3 separate regions of the Mus musculus genome follow, and regions 1 and 2 are each linked to region 3. The links are chromatin contacts, called in public promoter capture Hi-C maps. All regions are on one chromosome and are shown on one strand. Each heading gives the region's core, a stretch centred on a gene start, on an enhancer-like site or on the middle of the called end of the contact. The rest is flanking DNA. Distances are from core to core; before and after follow the strand shown. Region 1 holds the start of Chek1 (checkpoint kinase 1). Region 2 holds the start of Slc37a2 (solute carrier family 37 (glycerol-3-phosphate transporter), member 2). Region 3 holds the start of 4933422A05Rik (RIKEN cDNA 4933422A05 gene).

Evidence for each region. Capture Hi-C pulls out chosen DNA fragments and counts their contacts.
Region 1: a promoter capture Hi-C map of liver shows a contact between it and region 3, with 5 times the contacts expected there. The contact joins the promoter of Chek1 here to the promoter of 4933422A05Rik in region 3. A contact is called at or near these places in 5 of 39 promoter capture datasets (cranial neural crest, frontonasal cranial neural crest, hippocampal neurons and 2 more), 13 of 484 Hi-C or Micro-C datasets (the Ba/F3 cell line, CD4 T cells, CD8 T cells and 8 more), 7 of 115 datasets of contacts at active chromatin or transcription factors (the 230-238 cell line, astrocytes, differentiating embryonic stem cells and 3 more) and 3 of 9 other capture datasets (adipose tissue, liver and macrophages).
Region 2: a contact with region 3 is called in a promoter capture Hi-C map of liver, with 3 times the contacts expected there. The contact joins the promoter of Slc37a2 here to the promoter of 4933422A05Rik in region 3. A contact is called at or near these places in 2 of 39 promoter capture datasets (cranial neural crest and pre-B cells), 1 of 115 datasets of contacts at active chromatin or transcription factors (astrocytes) and 1 of 9 other capture datasets (liver).

What each region holds. Positions count from the first base shown.
Region 1 is chr9:36,725,296-36,728,545 of GRCm38.p6, reverse strand. It overlaps Chek1 (checkpoint kinase 1), which reads left to right and starts at 1,888. Exons shown (of 13, transcript NM_007691.5): 1 at 1,888-1,983; 2 at 2,668-2,749. The coding sequence starts at 2,685.
Region 2 is chr9:37,254,287-37,257,807 of GRCm38.p6, reverse strand. It overlaps Slc37a2 (solute carrier family 37 (glycerol-3-phosphate transporter), member 2), which reads left to right and starts at 2,070. Exons shown (of 19, transcript NM_001145960.1): 1 at 2,070-2,509. The coding sequence starts at 2,451.
Region 3 is chr9:35,279,537-35,282,816 of GRCm38.p6, reverse strand. 4933422A05Rik (RIKEN cDNA 4933422A05 gene) reads right to left here and starts at 1,712. Exons shown (of 5, transcript NR_040715.1): 1 at 1,611-1,712; 2 at 220-280. It also overlaps the pseudogene Gm5614.

The sequences.
Region 1 (3,250 bases), core at 639-3,138, 1.4 Mb before region 3:
GCAAGTGTTATGCCTCGTTTCACTACTATTCCTTCCTAACTAATTTTAGGGAGTTTTATCATGAGTCCTCCTACTCCCCACCTCTCTTCACTTTCAGTTACTCCTCTGTGTCTGAACAGTTTTCTTTTAATCGATTCAGACACATTAGGTGTTTTGAGACAGTATTTAATTTATTCCAGGTTATCTTTGAGCTTTCTATATAACCAATGTGAACCTGAACTGGTCTTCCTACATTCACCTCCCTGTTGTTGGTATAGGTGTACACACAAACACATAAACACACACACACACACACACACACACACACACACATATACACACTCTTCTCCAAGTCAGAACTCTGATACTGTGTCTTTTCCAGGAAATAAGACATTGATTCCATTTAAGACTAGAGGAACCTAGATTCCATTTAAGAGCACTTGGGAGGCAGAGGCAGGTGAATTTCTGAGTTCGAGGCCAGCCGGTCTACAGAGTGAGTTCCAGGACAGCCAGGGCTACACAGAGAAACCCTGTCTCAAAAAACCAAAAAAAAAAAAAAAAAAAAAAGACTAAATCAACCTCTTGTAGATTTCAGAATATACACAGGAAATCACAAAGAAATGGAAATAATCTAATAGCTTGTTTTTAATTACACGAACCCTAAACTGATAACATGGTTTAAGTTTAAACATTTCCAGGTTAGATTTCATGGAGTTGGAGATGTAGCTCAGAGGCAATGCACTTGACTAGCCAGCACATGGTTTCATTGTTTCCTTATTTTTTGTATCCAAGTCCCTTTTCTTAGAATTGACATTTCTCTATTATGAGACTTTTGTATGCTTGGCAGGCATTCTACCATTATGCCATAAGTCTAGCCTAGTTAAGGAATATTGATTGTGCTCCCCAACCCACCTCCTTTTTTTTTTTTAGATAAGATCACACACACTCACACACCCTTGGCTCAGGCTGACCAACCTGAATCACTTTCCCTGGCTCAACCTCCCTAGACTGAGGTTATAGATGAGTCACCATTAAGTCTACTTTGCTGTTTGTTTTTTCTTGAAAGCGAGCATCTTGGTTGGGTATCTCCTGCTTTATCTCTATAGTGTGGTGGGCCACCGTGCTTGTTTAAGAAAGCTAGTACAGGCAAATAGTCGTGTGTCCCCCCCCCCCCAAAAAAAAAAAAAAGATTTAACTGGTTCTGGAGCCTCCTGTTCAGGCAATATTGGTGACTCTCACTGCACTTTCCCCTCACACATCCGCGGCGATGTGGTTTTTTTTCCCCTTCGTTTTTTTTTTTTTTTTTTTGGTAAGACTAACCCTGTATAACTCGGATTGCCTTGAACTCAAGATCTTCTTGCTTACGCTTCCCAAGTTCTAGGTCTACAAGCATGCACCACCACACTTGCTTTCCTTCGTTTTTTTTTTTTTTTTTTTTCAGAATTCCAGCAGCAGTTGCTAGCTTCTCAATTCGAATACTAAGGGGGGCACAATTGAGTTTACAGAGCACTCTGTGTCGCTTAGTTTGAGCCTTCCTCCCTGGGGCTCCGAGGTCAAGAGCAGGTCGGTTTACGTACTTAACGGTGCAGCCTTTGCAGGCTCTGAGTGGCAGGGAACCTGGGTTCTTGGCCCAACTGGTGGCGCAGTCTGGATGGAGGCTTCGGTGCCTCTGTGGAGCAACGTAAGGCGTGGCACACGCCCCGTGCCATTTCCATTTCATTCGGACTCAGAGATCAGTTCTCACCAAAGCAGTCGTCAATACCAAATCTGGTCAGCTTGTGTCTTAACTACGGCCACATCAGAATTTCAGCCAGTATTAGAAGGAAGGGTCCTTGCGCGGTCGGTCTACTGAAGTCGCTCCTCTGCAGAGCCTGGGATAGGACAACGCGCGCCGGCCCGCTTTACGGCAGAGGTGTGCGCTTTTGCGACAGCATGACGCAAGCAGGTTTTGGCGGGAAAAGCTGTGCATTTGGATTCCTGTGGCAGCTGGCAAAGGACTGCTTGGTGAGAAGGGCGTCCTGAACAGTGGGAAAGAACTCCAGCAAAGGACCCAGAGGGCTTGTTTAGTGTGGACGGGCGCGGGGAGGGAGTGGTCCAGACTAGCAGAGAGGTGGGAGGGCCGCCCGGAGCCCGGGCTGGAGCGGGTGGCCCGTGGCTCTCCAGCATAAAGGGACCAGAGCGATTGTAAGGCTCCGGGGTTCGCATGCTTTCCCGGCTCTAGGGGTCCCTGCCTCCCGCTTCTCTCCGCGGCTTGGCCCCGCCCTGTTCCCTCCCGGTGCTGGGGACACGTGCCGTTGGGGTGGGAATTGGAAGTGAGCGGGTGGGAGGAGGGGCTGCTCTGGCAGTAATTACCGTAGTTACACCCAGCTGCTCCCCACCCCCGCACCCTGACCTGCCCGCAACTCCCTTTCCGGATCATTCACCCGAAAGCTCTTGTCTTGCAACCCTGGAGCCAAGCAAGTGCTCAGTTTTGCATAAAGGCGGACGGAGGACAAACGTGGAAACAGGATTTGTGATAAACAGGACAAAATGTTCAAGTTCAGTATTATGACGTGGGTAAATATGGTTCAGATGTAAGATGAAAAGAAAGTCGTGCGGAATCATAGCAGGAGACATGGCTCAGTGGCATTACAGGTGATGAGAGTTTACACTCATCCCCAGTATTTTCTGGGATCCTGCATTTTACAGTCGCTGTGCTTGGAGTCATGGCAGTGCCTTTTGTGGAAGACTGGGATTTGGTGCAAACTTTGGGAGAAGGTGCCTATGGAGAGTAAGTTTGAGTCCTCATTTTAATTTTTTATTGCAGTGTGTGTCTGTCTGTCTGTCTGTCTGTCTGTCGTGCTATGGTGCGTGCACCTGTGGAGGTCAGAAGACAACTTGCAGGAGCTGGTTCTGTTGAAGGTTTGGAGGGATCATTAGGCCTGACAGCAAGAGGCTTAACCTGCCTGGCCATTACCATGGTCTTCCTAATTTAAATATTACCTGTTTGTTTGCTTTAGTTTTCCACCTGTTGTCTGAGTACACACTTTAAAAAAAGTCCTTTATTTCAAGTGGCAAAGAGCATGGATATTCGCATTTGTACATCAAGGCTCTGAGTGAGTGAAGCACATCCACACCTGTTCCTCCTCTTTTGTGATGGTAGACATTGAACCTAGTGCATCACTCATGCTGGGCTTATGCTCTGCCATGAGCTACATTTCTAGGCCTGTAAAACACCAAATTTCTTCTTACATTTGTTTTTGTTCAGATCAAAATCTTGTTAAATTGCCTA
Region 2 (3,521 bases), core at 821-3,320, 2.0 Mb before region 3:
AAGTAATTAGAGGGCTGCCGGTCAGGAGTTAGGATCTTCTCCTTTGGTGGCTGACTGAGTGGCTCCTCCCTTCCTCATTTCTTCAAACACCGGTCACATCTCACAGGGTTTGAGAACATGCTGTGTGGGGGTGTCAGATACAACAGGAAGATGAGACAGGAGTGGAGAGGTGCTGTTAGTGGGGAGAAGGATTACCTGGGTTGTAATATCCCTCTGTGTCAGTCTCAAGCAGCAGGAAGCAGAGAGCATCCAGGTCACCTACAGGAGCAAGTGATAGACATGCCCCATGTGCCATCCTAATGCCTGGACAGGGAGTCATGGCTCGAATCCATAGGCAGCAAAGACTGTTTGAGCTCTGCTCCTTAGTACTTGTTGGCACATAATGGGGCATACATACTCTTACAGCCTCAGAGCACTTAGAGTAAGAGCTTATGAGCACCGTACAGTTCCAGCACTCAGCAGATGCAACTATGGAAGATACCAGCACACCTCTAGAAAAGCATGTGAAACAAACAGTGTGACTATCTTTCAAGTGGAGAGACAGCTGTCTTCCACTGCTGAAGTCTAGCTAGCACCACAGAAGCGCTGGCAATAGTCTCTCCATTCTTCCACTGATGTCTACTTACTGAATAACCTCGCATGGCTGCAGCTTCCTTGGTTCATTTGTATGGCAACCAGATCCTTCTCTTAGTCCTCTAGAAATCAGTAGCTGCCATTCTGAGGATGCCAGCTCACTCTGTGTGTCTTCTGTTTAATCAGGAGTGTTTGCCACCTGGGTTTGAAGTGCCCAGGGCAGATGAGAGCTTAAAGTCATGTTACCTATTTTGATACCCATGTATGCCCCACTTCACTAAATGGTAAAAAAGGGATGTGGAGTTTATTTATTTAGTGTGTGTATGTATGTCTATTTTATTTGGTACATTTGCCTGTGTATGCACATATGATGGCCAGAATAGGACCCTGAGTGTCTTCTGTCATTCTCCATTATTGTCTTACAACAGGGTTTCTTACTGAATAACAGACACTCGGTTTGGGGGGCTGGCTGGCTGGCCAGTGAGGCTTTCAAGCTCTACTTGTCTTCCTCTCCTAGTGCTGAGGTCAGTGGCCTGGGCAGCCATGCCTGCTTTTTTATGTGCATGCTGGAGATTCAAACTCCGGTTCTCATGCTTGCACAGGAAGTGCTCTTACTGAGCCATCTCCCTAGACCCTGTACTTAGGGATTTCACTGAATTGTACTACATGATACTCTTGGTTTCCAGCATTTTACACGACATGGCATTTGTGCCTCCTGCCTATTGCCTTCTCCTTCCTCTAATCCTTTACCCCTGCCCTTGACTTGTTGCCTTTATTTCTGGCACTAGACCCATACTCCCAACTGCTGGTATTATCCAAGGGTTTTATAACTCTGCTTACCCTTTTTCTGCTTGATACCAGGGCTGACAAGCCAAGCCCATTATCCTGAGTCCACTGTTTGGTGGAGTTGTTACTGCACCTCCTTGACCTTGCTCTGAATACTGGACACTCCTAAGAGTTAGGAGTGGGTGGGGTAAGGGCTAAACCCATTCCTATTTTATGTACTATTAAAAAGTTTACTTTTGAGGCGAATACTTTCCCTTTCCACCCTCAGTATTTTGCCCTTGGTTTCGTACACAAGAATCTCGTCGCAGCTTCTTTTTATAGGTGGAAATTTACTCTGAATCTTTAAGCTAGAGGCAGTCATTTTTATGAGCACGGAAGACCCTTGTAGCTCTTCACTGCCACCTGGCTGCGTGCCTGGAAAGTGGAGATTGGAGTATTGGCAACATAGTTAGTTACTGGCTAGTGGAGCTTTAGGAAAGCTCCAGCAGACTCAGTGAACTCAGATTCGTCTGAGCAAGCAGAACCAGAACCTGAGAGGTGGGTTTGGGGATCATTTTCCTCCCTGAGACACTTCCAGGGCTCCCAAAGAGAGCCCGCAGATCATGAGTCAGCGCGGTGGTCCCACTGCGTTCACTTACACAGAGCACCGGATTTGCTTTGTGTCAGGGCACAGAACTGCTCAAGACAGGTAGCACTGCAGGAAACCCAACGTCACACAGAGTTGATGACTTGTAGGACTGCTGTTTTCAGTTCCCCATCCCCTCGTGGGTAGTGAAATGGAAAAGCCCAGACAAGAAAGAGGAGCCCCAGGAAACTCAAGACTGCTGGTTTCTGACTAGGAGAGAAAGTTCGAGAAAACAGATGGCAGTACATAGAAAACAGTGGCTAGTGAGCACAGAGGGATAGCTAGGACTTGCACTCGGCGCGACCTAGAGGGCAGGCCGGTCATGTTCAAGGGGCGGAGGCTCTGGCCATGGGCCTGCCTGGGGCGGGCCAGTCGGCGGGGCATTTAAATCGCTGCCGCCGCTGGCCGGGACGCGCGCCGGCTCTGCACCCTCCATAGTCTCAGCTTCGAGTGCCGGCGCCTCAAGATGCGGTCCTCCCTGGCTCCTGGTGTCTGGTTCCTTCGCGCCTTCTCTAGGGACAGCTGGTGAGCAGGGCTGGGGAGGGAGGCTGCCAAGACGCGCAGAGACTTGCTCGGGCGGCGGATGTTTCTGCTTGTCCCTGGAGTGGGGGATGGGGTTCTAGTTCTATCTGGCAGGGCTCCTTCGGTGGCGCAGGCGTGGAAGTTTAGTAACACAGAACTATTAATTCCACATTAGCCCAGACTTCTGTCTAACCCCGGTGAAGAACAAACAGGGTGCCTAGGAGTCTTCATCCTTTTTGGTTTGCCACCCCGTATCTGCAAACACAAGCGCACAAGCGGGTACCTGTGGAGTGCCTCCAAGTCTTATCTGTGTATTTGGAGGATCCGGATTTGCCTTTGAGGAACCCAGGCCAAGAACTGGTAGAATATAAATGGAGCCAGAGAGCTTAAGGCCCCTATTGATTAGATTAGTTAACAAGCCAGAAATCACTGGTTCTATTAAGCCTGTCTGACCCTTCCAGTCTCAGGGATACCTAGCTAGGGCAAGATCTCTGGGATCAGAGCTGCAGCTGCTCCAACACTGGGTGGTCACCCTTAAAAGCATGAGCTGGCATTGACAGCAGCTGCTCCCAGGACCACAAGGTCACCCTTGTGCTGGGAGAAGAGGTTTTAGCCAATCTCCATTGAGCTTTTGGAGCAGTGTACTTGGTCTGCAAGAGGTGGGGAAGGAAGAGTGTTAAAACATTTTGTTAGTTACCGTCATTTATAAACTATAAAACTTAACAAAATAGCCAGTTGCTGGCTTCTAAAAAAAACAAAACAAAAACAAAACAGATGACACAGCAATCTCAAATCTAAATTCTCAAACTAAACTAAGGGTCAGATTGGGCAGATACTTAGTCATCAATTTGGCCTGGTTTTAAAATAAGTCATTTTGTTTCAAGGTCTCTCAGGCTAATAATCATCTAAAACATTCTTTAGATGGTTTATGTGGTCCTTTCTACATTTGGAACTATTAAACAGTTTTATGTTTTCAGAAAGAGAGAAAATGTCTCTCAAAAGGAGATGAACACGA
Region 3 (3,280 bases), core at 463-2,962:
AGCCAAGAAAACAATAACAGAGGAACAAGAGTCACAGCACTGGAGTGGCCAAAGTCAAGTTCATCAAGAGGGCAAGAAAGACAAAGAATGATTTGTGGAGGATATTTGGTATTTGGTTAAAACCTATTCCCACTTTTGGGGAAGTGGAAATAAGAAATAGGCAAAATATGGGGCACTACTGCCATCTGGTGGCAGTATCAGACAATTCACTTCACTTACACTGTCATCATAAAATGAAATCTTGCCCCATGACGTTGTTTATAATTCAATCCACTGTAACCTTCAAACAAAACGAAAGAAAATTTTGTCACAACAACACCACGAGGTAATAAGATTCTCCCCACAAGTGGCTTTAGGACGATCAGCTGCCTGGCTAGACTCCCTCTTTACCCCATACATGGAAATGAGCTCAAAAGGTCTGGGAGACTTACAAGTGCTGATGGTAGACAGTCTCAAAGCTTTAAGGACAAGTATCTATGGTTTGTGTTAGTTAGTAGTTGCTGAGAAAAAGAAGAGTTGACAAAATAAACTCATCCACACAGGAACACCTTCATATTACAAGGTGTGGTGGTTTGAAGATGCTTGGCCCAGGGAGTGGCAGCCACTATTAGGCATGGCCTTGTTGGAGGAAGTGTAGGGGTGGGCTTTGAGACCCTCATCCTTGCTGCTTGGAAGACAATCTGATGCTTTCTAGGAGTGGTGGATCTGAAGGAGAAGGGAGGTGGGATGGAGGGACTGGGAGGAGAAGAGGAAGGGGAAACTATGGCTGAGATGTTATATATGAGAGAAGAGTAAGAAAAAAGGATATGAGAGTGGAAAGACAGAACTGTTGGGAGTGAGAAGTAAATAAAAGAAGGGGATGCTGGGAGAACATGATCAAAATATCTTACATTCATGTATGAAATGAATAAATTTAAAATATTGTAAAATAAAAGAAAGGATGAAGCTTCCTGTCCCGGCCGCCATCGGAGAGCAGCAGCCATGGCTCTGTGCTACCCCATGGCCGTGGGCCTCAACAAGGGCCACAAGGTGACAAAAAATGTCAGTAAGCCGAGACACAGCCGGCGACGTGGGCGCCCCACCATACACACCAAGTTCGTGCAGGACATGATCCGGGAGGTGTGCGGCTTCGCGCCCTACAAGCGGCGAGCCATGGAGTTGCTCAAAGTGTCCAAGGACAAGCGCGCACTCAAGTTCATCAAGAAGAGAGTGGGCACGCACATCCGCGCCAAGAGAAAGCGGGAGGAGCTGAGCAACGTGCTGGCAGCCATGAGGAAGTTGGCGGCCAAGAAGAATTGATGAGCCCTCCCCCAATAAAAGATGGTTCCTACAAAAAAAAAAAAAAAAAAAAGATGAAAAGGGGGAAAGCAGGGCTGAAGAGATGGCTCGGTGATTAAGAGTACTGATTGTTGTTCCAGAGGTCCTGAGTTCAATTCCCAGAAACCATAGGGTGGCTCACTACCATCTATAATCATTGCTGGTGAGAATATATATTAGTGCATTCAGAGTGGAAATCAAATCAACATGGATGTTCCTCAAAAAAAAAAAAAAAAATAGGGTGCTGGAAAGATACCCAAGGGTTAAGAGCATTAGCTGTCCTTCTACATGACCTAGGTTCAATTCCAGTCTGCATGTGAGAGACCAAATCGTTTGGGTTCAGACTCCATCTTAGAAAACCTAACCTAAGGTTGAACGTGAGTTATTAACCAACTGGCACCTAGCACCAGTTTCCAGGTTACCAGATTCCAACCCCACCCCCACCCCCTTCCACAAGACCTGTGCCTAGTACCAGTTTCCAAGTTATTCCCCAACAAATCTGTTTCTCCAGATTAAAAGCCTGCCCCTAACAAACACCTCACTTCTTAGCAACCACCAAACAGGAAGAAAACAGAAGTTAAGTTTATGATTTGGTTCCCAGTACCAGCCAATTATGTTAAAGGTTATAATGGCTCCCCAGTCAGATAGTCCCTTCTTGCTTCTATCATGCTTGCCTAAAACTAGGCTCAGGGCTCCACCTTCCTACTGTGCAAGGGATGCCTGGGAGCCCAAGCTCCAGCTTGAATAAGGAGACGCTAATGCAACTGCATTGGATTCAGCTCCTTGGTGATCTTTCGGGGGTTCACAAATGTTTCCTGGCATACATAACACATGATGTGAGAGAGCTATAGCGGAGCTTCAAGAGCATCATGCCCATGGCAGAGACACATGGGGATCTAGAGCTCAGAGAAACCAAGGAAAAAGACCAACTGTCATCAGCACACAGGAGGAGGGTGCCAAGCTCACCTGGATCTGCAGGTGAAAGTGGAGCTCAGCAGGGTGTCTGCCCAGAACCCTTCTAAAAGCCTGGATGTCAATCAAATGAGAAGGCATAGAAGGAGCTCTTGAAGCCCTGAGCAGGAGACCCAGTTATCAGATGTAAAGACACATGTAGTTTGAAGGCTGAAAATGGATTTGTGGGCTTAGGTAGAACATTCCCAGGCTGAAAAAAATCCCACATACCCAAGAGGCAAGTTACTGCTCTCAGAGTGGGCTTCGGGTGAGCCACCTGCCCCTCCAGACTCTGCAGTACTTCTCAGAGGCACAGATACATATCTCATAGAAGGCTAACAACAAAGCTGTACTTGGGCAGCTTTTTGGCATTTCCCATCACAAGTTCTCATTTTTAAATTATGTGCATGTATGACTTTAAGGGGGAAGAAAAGAGGGGGACACCATCTTCACACACTAGTTACATGATGTAACTGCTGTTGATCAACATTCTAACCCGGTGAAGTTCATGTTAGGCATGGCACAGGTTCCTCCAGTTTCTCAAACCATGCTAACAGATCCTCTTACTGTATCTGTGACAATTACAGATGTCACCTTATACAGCAAGACCCACTGCTTAAGCAGGCCAACCCAGCAAGGATCTGATAAATATTTAAACCCTTTCTAAGGTATAAGAGAACACAGAAAAGGGACTTCGTTGTTTTCCCTGCCTCAAACACTGCTGTGAAGAGAAGCTCCAACAGGGAAGTCCAGTTCTCTCTAGAAGATAGGCACAGCCTTGGTATGCCCTACATCCAGGCTGGCCTTTGGGCTGCTGCCTGGCTCCTGGGAGGTAGCAGTGCCTGAGAGTTCTCCAAGCACCTACCAGGTCATGGCCCACCCCATTGGCCATTTGGGTTTCTGAATCAAAGCCAATTAGTGGTATTTTCTAGGTGTCAAATTCTTGTCCCTGTGTCTTTCAATTTGAATCAATCGAGCCTCGGATAACCCTCATTGGCTACCATACTGACAC